Linked DNA regions of Gossypium hirsutum: region 1 is linked to region 2. Evidence: chromatin contacts called from public Hi-C data. All regions are on one chromosome and are shown on one strand. Each heading gives the region's core, a stretch centred on a gene start, on an enhancer-like site or on the middle of the called end of the contact. The rest is flanking DNA. Distances are from core to core; before and after follow the strand shown.

The links. Hi-C and Micro-C count contacts between places; a contact is called where the count stands out from the background.
Region 1: a contact with region 2 is called in a Hi-C map of leaf, with 2.9 times the contacts expected there. The contact joins the promoter of LOC107910470 here to the enhancer-like site in region 2. A contact is called at or near these places in 6 of 34 Hi-C or Micro-C datasets (fibers, leaf and seedling).

The regions. Positions count from the first base shown.
Region 1 is chrD02:9,935,150-9,939,677 of Gossypium_hirsutum_v2.1, reverse strand. It overlaps LOC107910470 (40S ribosomal protein S18), which reads right to left and starts at 2,300. Exons shown (of 4, transcript XM_016838309.2): 1 at 2,148-2,300; 2 at 1,750-1,910; 3 at 1,287-1,475; 4 at 687-967. The coding sequence starts at 2,150. The coding sequence ends at 862. It overlaps LOC107908041, which reads right to left and starts at 3,869. Exons shown (of 3, transcript XM_016835315.1): 1 at 3,336-3,869; 2 at 3,087-3,274; 3 at 2,883-2,994. The coding sequence starts at 3,869. The coding sequence ends at 2,883.
Region 2 is chrD02:9,855,124-9,860,180 of Gossypium_hirsutum_v2.1, reverse strand. LOC107910472 (type IV inositol polyphosphate 5-phosphatase 3) reads right to left here. Exons shown (of 13, transcript XM_041088408.1): 12 at 5,046-5,057; 13 at 3,241-4,317. Among protein-coding and RNA genes, the nearest start is that of LOC107910472, 10 kb to the right of the region's middle. Within about 2 kb of position 2,265, at least 3 of the 9 cell types and tissues checked have an H3K27ac peak or open chromatin away from gene starts, as enhancers often do. A contact at or near this core is called in leaf, where this site is marked.

The DNA of each region.
Region 1 (4,528 bases), core at 1,051-3,550, 79 kb before region 2:
TTCCTTAAAAACCATAAACGCGAAGCCCTAATCTAATTTTAAAAAATTTATAATTAATTTAATTAAAAAACCCTAAACTCTAATATCTTATTTATTTAATTTTTTCTTTAAAACTCTAAACCCAATAACCCTAACGCAGAGGTACGGAGAAAACGCTTACTCAAGGAAGCACTTTGTCCACGTGGACACAAAACGCGCCCTCAAAGACGCATTTTCTATCCACGTGGACAAAACTCTTCCTTGAATAAGCATTTTCGTGCTTTGTCACTGAATAACACGCTGACGTAAACGCATTTTTGAAGAAATAAGCCTATTCCGATAATTAATTTTTTACCTGGCTCATTTCAATAATTAAAAAAAAACTTTTATTAATATTTTACCCAAATTCCTGAATATTTTAGGTCTTCACATTTCAGTCTAGTGCAACCAATATATCAGGCGGCAACGTCAAAACACCGTAACAAAATGCCTATTTTCAATTAATATTAAATAAAGATAATATATTTTCATATAAAAGGAATCATTTATAAATATGAGCACCCAACATGAACAACCATGTGAGGTTAATACCCATATGTGAATAACCCAATCTGGTCATGGACGCCACCAATTCTTCAGGACTTGGACTTGAGGTGAAGAAAACATGTGTAATCTTTATCTATCAAAGCAGGTATCCTTAATCTCAATTGATAAAAAGATCAAACAATCGATTAAAAGAGAAACACTACTTGTCTGCAAGGTTTAAAAAACCAACTAAAACAACAAAACCAAATCCAAAATTTTGTCTTTGATGCAAACATCGCTTAAAAGCAAAGAAATAAATATCTGCCTCGTCATACTATAGATTATGTTATGAAGAATTCAACGCTTCTTAGACACACCAACAGTCTTTCCTCGGCGACCAGTAGTCTTGGTGTGCTGACCACGTACACGAAGGCCCCAGTAGTGCCTCAGACCACGGTGGTTCCTGCATCACATTTTTACATCTATAGTTAGTTTAGTTGCCGTCCCATGCCCCAGTACCCCATAAAGTAACATCACAAATTGTTCATTTAACAATTTATCGTGTATACTAACCAAACCAATATATGAACACATGATGTATTCAAATTTCTAAGCTCTGATTATTGCAGCTATTTTCTCATCTTAATCAACGACAAACATCACCAATACAGCATAAGAACTTTGTAACACGAATTGGCCAAAGCAATTGTTCTTTTTAGGCATCGGATATACAAGGGAAAAAGCTAACTCTAGCACAGATCAACAGGAAAAAAGGAATTAACCTGATCTTCTTCAAGCGCTCCAAGTCATCTCTCAACTTCATGTCGAGAGCATTGGACACAACTTGGGAATACTTTCCATCCTTGTAATCCTTCTGCCTGTTCAAAAACCAATCTGGGATTTTAAACTGCCTCGGGTTCGCCACAATCGTCATGAGATTGTCCAATTCCTGTGCAGTCAGTTCACCAGCCCTAATAACGACAAAATTAGCACCAAGAACCGAAAGCCATTCAGCAATTTAATTATATCAAAGCCTACACTCTTACTCTACATATATACATAATTCGAACCTGGAAGAATACTCGATCTAAGTTATATTCGAATCAATGCAAAAACTATTGGGACCGAATCATATATCATTGCCTAAACTTTGTACCATAAATCATCTTATTCAAAATTAAGGACTATAATGGATATATAAACAGTATTTCATTGTACATGCAAATTTGAAAGATAAAAGCAAACCTCTTGTTCATGTCTACATCGGCTTTCTTGCAAACAATGTTGGCAAAACGCCTTCCGATACCCTTGATGGAGGTCAAAGCAAACATAATCTTCTGCTTTCCATCAACGTTGGTGTTCAGGACACGCAAAATGTGCTGAAAATCTTCGTTGGCCACCAGAGACTACACACATAAAACATTAAAATGAGGTTAAAAGCAACAATCTTTGGGAAGAAAATATAAACCACAATTCAAATAAGGTAAATCCCAGTTTACAAACGCTCATAACAACCCCTTTCCAGTTAGTCGGATCAAGAAACAAAGCATGTTAAAACTACAGGAAGAGATGAAGTAATGAATTGATGAGAAGAGAGTTGTGAATATTGGGGATTCGGATGCAAAAGATGGATTTGTAATTACCATTTTTTACGGGGGAAAAAGGAGATTCGGCGGAGAGAAGGGGCTCTGGGGTGACAGATGAGCTTTTGAAGTATACCAATGGAGGCCAAGCTAGAGACTAGGGTTTCTTCTAACAAATTATATATTGATTGCGGTAGGGCTTTTAGGGTTGGGTTTTTGGGCTAAAACCCAAAATCATTCTTTTACTTTTGGACAACCAATATAAATATCAATATCCATATCCATATACTTCAAAATAATAATAATATTATAATTATTATATTTAAATAATATTTATTTATTTAAGTGAATAAGTTTTTAAATGGTAGTTATTTATTTCTTTTATACACAAAAATTATAGTTATTTAGTATTAAATATAAAAGAAAAAGTTGTACCGAAAAAATATATAAAAGAAAAAGTATCTAAGTGGTAATTATTCCTTTAAAAGTAATTCCTAAATGACTTATTTGATAAATGTGTTAGAATCAAATTTTAATTTTTTGGTAATTATTTTAAAAAAGAATTGATAATTTTAGTATGGAATATAGTTTAGTCAATTTTTCTATTCAAAAGAAAATAATTTGACTAAAATTTGAAAGTTAAAGGACTAGAATGATTAAAAAAAGAATAAAAATTAAAGTGACAAAATGATTAAACATTAAGGACTAAATTTATCATAATGTCAAAAAAAAAAATTGAGTAGAATGTAAATATTTTTTTTTAATTCATTGCCTCCCTTACCATATGGCTAAATTTCACCTGGCAGGGCCTTCAACAAAGAGACTTAATGCTTGATCAACTGAGTTACCAGCGACTAATTTCAAAGCCTTGATGCAATCCATTTCCACTTCTACGTTACGGTAGCCTCTATTCCGTGCAATGATCAAAGCATCAGAATTGCTCCACAATATGCATCCGTAGCCTAGCAACTAGTAGTTCCCTTTCTCATTACGTAACACCCATCAGCCTTAACCTCCTCATCGTTATTGACTTTAATCCAACCAGATGGTTGGGGAATCCATTTAACACCTCGAGGTAACCCAGTTGCCTGGACCAAATTTATGTGTTTCTCCAAATGAATATATTTTTCATTGCCAAATGCATCCTTCAACGATACAGTTACCATTTCTGAGAAGCATCTTATTCCCTGACTTCCAAATTGTACAGCATAAAAGACCAAAGAATGTCTTCCATTTGGTTTCTTGCACATCCGTGTCCCCATTATCAACAATATTATGCAGTAGCCAAATAATCAGATCCAAGATGAAAAAGAGACTTTGGAGTTGACTAGGAACTGCCATTTGACTATATATACTTTGTGCAAAAAGGCAGTCTCTTAGCACATGTAATGAGGTCTCCTGAGAACATCCACAAAAGGGACATGTCATATCATTTGCCATCCTCCTTTGACAACGCTCACTGTTTGTTAGCAGGCTTCCTTTGATGGTTATACAAACAAACTGCCTCACGCGTCGAGGCAATTTTGTTTTCCAAAGTCTCGACCACATATGGTGATCATTTGCCTCCCATTTATCTCTGGACAAAGTGTTGTAGGCCTCTTTCAACGTATACCGTCCAGATTTAGAATCACCCCATAAAAGCATATCATAGCCAAGGCTAACAGCAGATGGTTGAACCGCCACGATTCTCAAGATTATATCTGGTTGCAACATAGGTGCGAAACGGGACCAGTCCCAGTTACCAAATTGATCGATCATATCTCCTACTTTAATATTTGCCATATCCTCGTTGAAATAGAGACCATGACTCTTCAGAATTCCACTACCTGGCGGTTACGGCTTGGACCATCTCCAAGAGACCAATAAATGTTCTCACGAAGACATCTCCGTACCTTAGAAAATGAGCGCCAAATAGAAGAGCAGGCAGTTGGACTAATACTCTCAAGGCACCCCTCGCATAGTTTATTCTTAGTGTGTAAAACCCTAACCCAAAGCGCCTCATTGTTCACCACTAACTGGAAACCCAGCTTTAATAAAAATGACTTGTTCTGATCGACTAGCCTTCTCATATCCAAACCTTCATTTTCAATAGGTTGCAACAGCTCACTCACTTCACAAGAGCTGGTTTTTTAACTGTATCCATTGAACCCCAGATAAATCTACGAGCTATTCGTTCCATCTCCTACCAAACACCAATTGGAAAAGCTAGTGACTGCATGAAAAAACTGGGTATAGATAGCAAAACAGATTTCACCAATGTGATTCTCCCTGTTAACGACAGCAGTTTGCCATTCAAACAACTTAGTTTGCTTTGCACCCTTTCAATTATAAATTGGAAAGTTCCTCTATCACTCTTTTGTGTAGGATCGGGACTCCAAGATACTTCCCTAACTCCTCACCTTGTTGAAACATTCCAACGAGTCATCCACATTAAAAGAAAA
Region 2 (5,057 bases), core at 1,016-3,515:
CTCTGATACCCAATATAATGTATCTCTCAAGTTAGACTAACCCTATGAGTCAATTGTTCATTTTTATTCCATAAACTATGAACAATTTAGATTACCTACTCATATAAGTTGTCTTCTCGCGTCATAATCCTACAATATGATGCAACTTAATATTTGTTAAACCCTTAGGTAATCAATTAGCTAATATGTGTTCATTCATTTTTCTTTTCATGCAAAAATCATTTGAGGAAAATCAATCAAAGATATAATAAATTAATTATGGAATTTTATTTATCCAATTAGTTTGAAAATTATAAGTAGAATGATATAATCCTTGCATTAAGGTCATAAAATCCTAATAAAAGAACCTACCCATAAATAAGTTTGCAAGCTCATTTAAAAATGAATGGAGCCCCTCTTGGATAGGAAAAATATCAATCGCCTGCATGGTCCCTTAAGGTCATCAAGAAGGCAAGACACTTCAATGCATTGAAGGCGCCTAGCATATTCATGTGGTTTTTGTAGTGTGCCAAATGCTCTTAGAGGTCATCTTTGGCAACATCAAAGTTGGAGACATGAACTCTCTTGCCACCTTTAGAGCCAAAGTCTTATTAGAATAGTCTCATTCAAATTCAACGAACTTGGTATTGCGAAAAGCTTCATTTTCTTTTCTGAGGGCTTGTATTTGATATTAAGAAAAGTGAGCTAGTTATTAAGGATCTTGCATTTGTAACTGATATGGTGGGTTCATCGTTGGATTTCTATCAGACCTTGGTTTCCTCCACTTCCACTTGTTAAGAAAAGATTGTCCCTTTTACCTTTGGTTGGATTTTACTTTTAGAGGTTTTTGTTTACCCTGAGCTCTTTAATGATCTTCTCGTTTCGCAAGTTTACTTCCTGCTGTTGTTGGTAAAAAATTTGCTATATAGATATATGTTTTTCAAGAATTATCATTTTCTCTTGCACTTTCATAAACTGGTATGAGCTAAAGTTAAGGTTTTGCAAAGTTTATTCACCATGAGGGGTATAAGGCTGGCTTTGTTAATTCAGTAATTAACATAATATCTAGGTGGGGGTATTGTGTATAGCTAACATAATGTGGATAATATAATATACAGGTTATACGGATCGTAATGACGACTTGGTTGTGTCTTCTATTGGGAGAATTATTGTAGTGCATTAGAGAACTGTTAATCTTAGGTTGTTTAGGGTTGCGGTTGAGCTTGGGGGCCTTGTTCTTGTTCATCTATATTTGCAAGGATTGTTCATGATGAAAATGTGAGTGAAAAAAGGATAGGGGACAAATTTGAAAAGATAGTTAACCTTAAGGGGGTGAAGAGCCATGAAGAGAAGAGAAGGTGGTTGAGATATTGTTGAATTGGAGAGAAAGCTATTAAAGAATAATGAGGAAGAAGAAGAAGAAAACTCCCCTACTATGGAGCCAAGAGATGCATATATAAAGTTGACTCTTCTATGCCACGTGTCCTTCTCTAATAGACATGTTTGTCGTTCAGTCATTCCTTGTTAGGGAATGTCTCATTTGTGTGGTTGGGTTATTAGGGTAGTTAAGTGGCATATCCTTGGTCCCAGACGAAGCATGCACGATGCAAGATAAACCACTGGCAAAGCATGGTAGCAATGATATCTTTAATTGAGTATGTGTAACATATCTAAACATGACATTTTTCTCATTGAAAATTTTAATAAAAAAATCCTTAAATCTAATTTTCGAAAAGCAAAATTATAGTAATTAATCAAATATATATGTGAACTGATATTATACTTGTAATTATAAATATATTCTATTTGTGATAGTGAAACTCTAAAAGAAATATAATCAGATATAAATACTATAATTTCGTTATACATGCTATCCAACCCCTTATCACCAATAGAGATCTTCACTTATTCGTCATTAGCCTATCATGTAATTTACATGTGAACAGTTATATTGAATTTTTAAGCTCTTTATATTTATATTGATAGCATAAGCCATGTGGAACAATACATCTATGAAATTTTCCTTCTTCCAATTATTTATTTTTAACTAATTTTATTTTAAATATAAAATATTTAATAAAATTCCAAAATCAATCAAAACCCTCACTCAAAATATATTGAACATCTCGACTTTAATCAGTCTAGATAAAATTAAAGCATCCTCAACTAAAACATTTGTAATTTGATGTGATCGTATTCAAAACAATAATGATTGAAGTAAATAGTCAAACCCATCTCGACAAGACCGTGGGCTACCACTGATCACATTTCCAATTGTTGCAAAGTATCTGAAGCACAAGATCGGTAGGGGGCGCTTTGCCCCTCCAAAAATATAATGTTTAATTATGAAAATTTCATTTCAACCCTTAAAAAGTTTTTAATTTTCCTCTTTTTCTACAGCTTCTTAATCACACAGCATCTCCTTCGATTACAACATGGTAAGGATTCCTTTTAATTATTCAAATAAGAAAGAAAAATCTATCCATGATTCTATATGACATAATATATTAAAATTACTTCTCTTTTCATATTTCTTATTCAACCGGCTTTTGTGCATATTTAATTAATTATGTGGCTGACGATACCAAGCAGATATTTGTAACGGGTGGAATGTATGCCTCAACCATAATAAACATGCCAAACTTGAATTCTGTTTTTTAGTATACGTACCAGACCAGAGTTAGCATTAGCCTAAAGTTTAGAGGATAAATATGACATTAACCTAAAGAAACAAAAAAGGTTTTCACCCTAAGATTTGGGTTATATTTGCTAAACCCTCCCCATCTTTTAATTTGTTTAAATTTATGCCATTACGTAGCTTTATATCAGGGTGGTTCTTATCATATCGATAATGGTTGTATCGGGGTATACTATTTTAGTCCTTAATTAGTACCAAATAATTTAAATTTCATTTTGATCAACATTTTCCATGGATTTTGACCTTTCATATATTTATACTTATTTCAATCAATACTAACTTAAACTGGTGCGTAACAAGATTAGTACAAAATTTTATATTTTAAACTTTTTTTTTATCTTAAATCATTTTAAAAACTACATTAAAACTTGAAATTATTAAGTTAATTATTAAACTACGTTATTTAACTTAATTAATAATTTTAAAACTTATATTTGTATATAAATATGTATAATATAAATTATATAAATGTAATTGAATTATTTTTGCACATATATACAATATAATTTATTAAGAAACTAAAAATTAAACTATAAATATACATATATGTGAAAACAAAAATATCAATAAACTTAAAATGATACATTAAAATAAGACACTGGTACATTAAAAACTACCTCGGTTTACATATAAACTTGAAGTGAAACCAGTAATTTAGGCCTGGTTAGGTGTAAGATTCAAGGATTGGTATTCATTTGGAATTTTCCTCAAGGCAGGCAAACAATTAAACCATGATGAGTAAATCCCAATCTCAAAGAACAAACAGTGAAGTAAAAATAATTCTACAGAAAACCCAGATAGATCAGCACGACATTTGATGATCTTTCAAATTTAATATAAATGAATCCGTTCATACTTCCATTTCACAACCAAAAGAAGTACAGGAAAAAGATAAAAATGGCTTATCTTTTATCTTTAAAAGCTTAGGAAAATGTTAGTCATGGCATGTTATACAGAAGATAGCTGAATAAAGAAACATCTAATGGCTAATGTAATGACCTGCCTAAGGTCACCATGTATCTGGTTGAGAGATGCATACAGGCCATAGGTTGCATACATTTATGAAAAACATATTTTCTTTAACGTCACTCGCAGATATTTGCCATATTAAAGCTATAGAAAGACTGTCAACAATACGAAGTTATAGATAATGGTAAAAGTACATTTATATTAAAGTGAATATGTAAGTGGCTCTTTCTTTTTACCATGCAAGAAGTCAAGATTCATGTGACCACTGGTCACTTTTCACACACCAAAAGCAGAGAGATAGAGAATATGGGTTTTTTTTTTTTTGACAAAAAGATAGCACCAAAACACATGCATTGACTATCTCTCTTTTTACAACACCGAGTTTTTATGAGCTAGAAAAAGCTGTTGGCAGAAGGGAAAATTTATAAAACTTTATTCGAATGCCTACATGCAAACTAAGCTCTGATTTTATTTGGCATTGTTCTTGAATCTATTTGTGGAACCCCTAGAATTGATGCATTTATACAATGATTGCAATATACAATATGGTAACACAGAAAAAAAAATGAATGAATCTAAAGTGTAGGAAATATCAAGAGTTATAGGAGCTCTCACCCCTAGCCTCAAAGGCTCAGGCATAGATTAGCATCCCTTCATATCTCTCGGCTAGCCTATCCTGCATCAGAAAGCAAGCCTTTTGTTTAGAGAAATAAACAAAGCATATGTTTACGCAAGTATTGGACCCACTGCTGAAAAGACCCTGGACCCAAGACTTCTCATAGGGATGTGATAAAAAATCAGGAAAAATGATTTGTTCTTAATAACCTTTCCCGCATGAGATCACCTAATTCCATGTTCCAATTTTCTATCTATTTCATCCAATCAGAATAGAATTCCATGTCATGACAAATGGTGATAGACGTTAGATAAAACACAGATCTGCTACTGGGGTATTTGATTTAGCAGCAATTTCATCTACTTCAAAAAAACAATCCACTTACCTTCATGTAATCCTCGATGCATGCCACAACACAAGATAGTTTGCAACCACCAAGTGTCTCACGTTAATTTCAGAAAAATCACCTTAAAACTTAATGGGGTTCAAATTCTCAATGGAAATATTAACCACCATTCAACCTATATATACTAATCCATGCTTCTACAAACAGATTCTCATTACTGCAACATAGACTACTTCTCTTAAAGGCGTTTAATCTTGTTTCCTTACCTTATTCCTAGGTTCTAGTCAACTTCAACCATTCCTCCTCTCACCCTACATCTAGTAACTATGTGCAGCCAGCATTACTTTGTTTCCCTAGTATGTACCATGACATTTACAACTTGTGGTAGAAAGGACATACTTGTATTCCTGGACGAGAAAACATAGCAAACCACTCACCTGATCCAACTA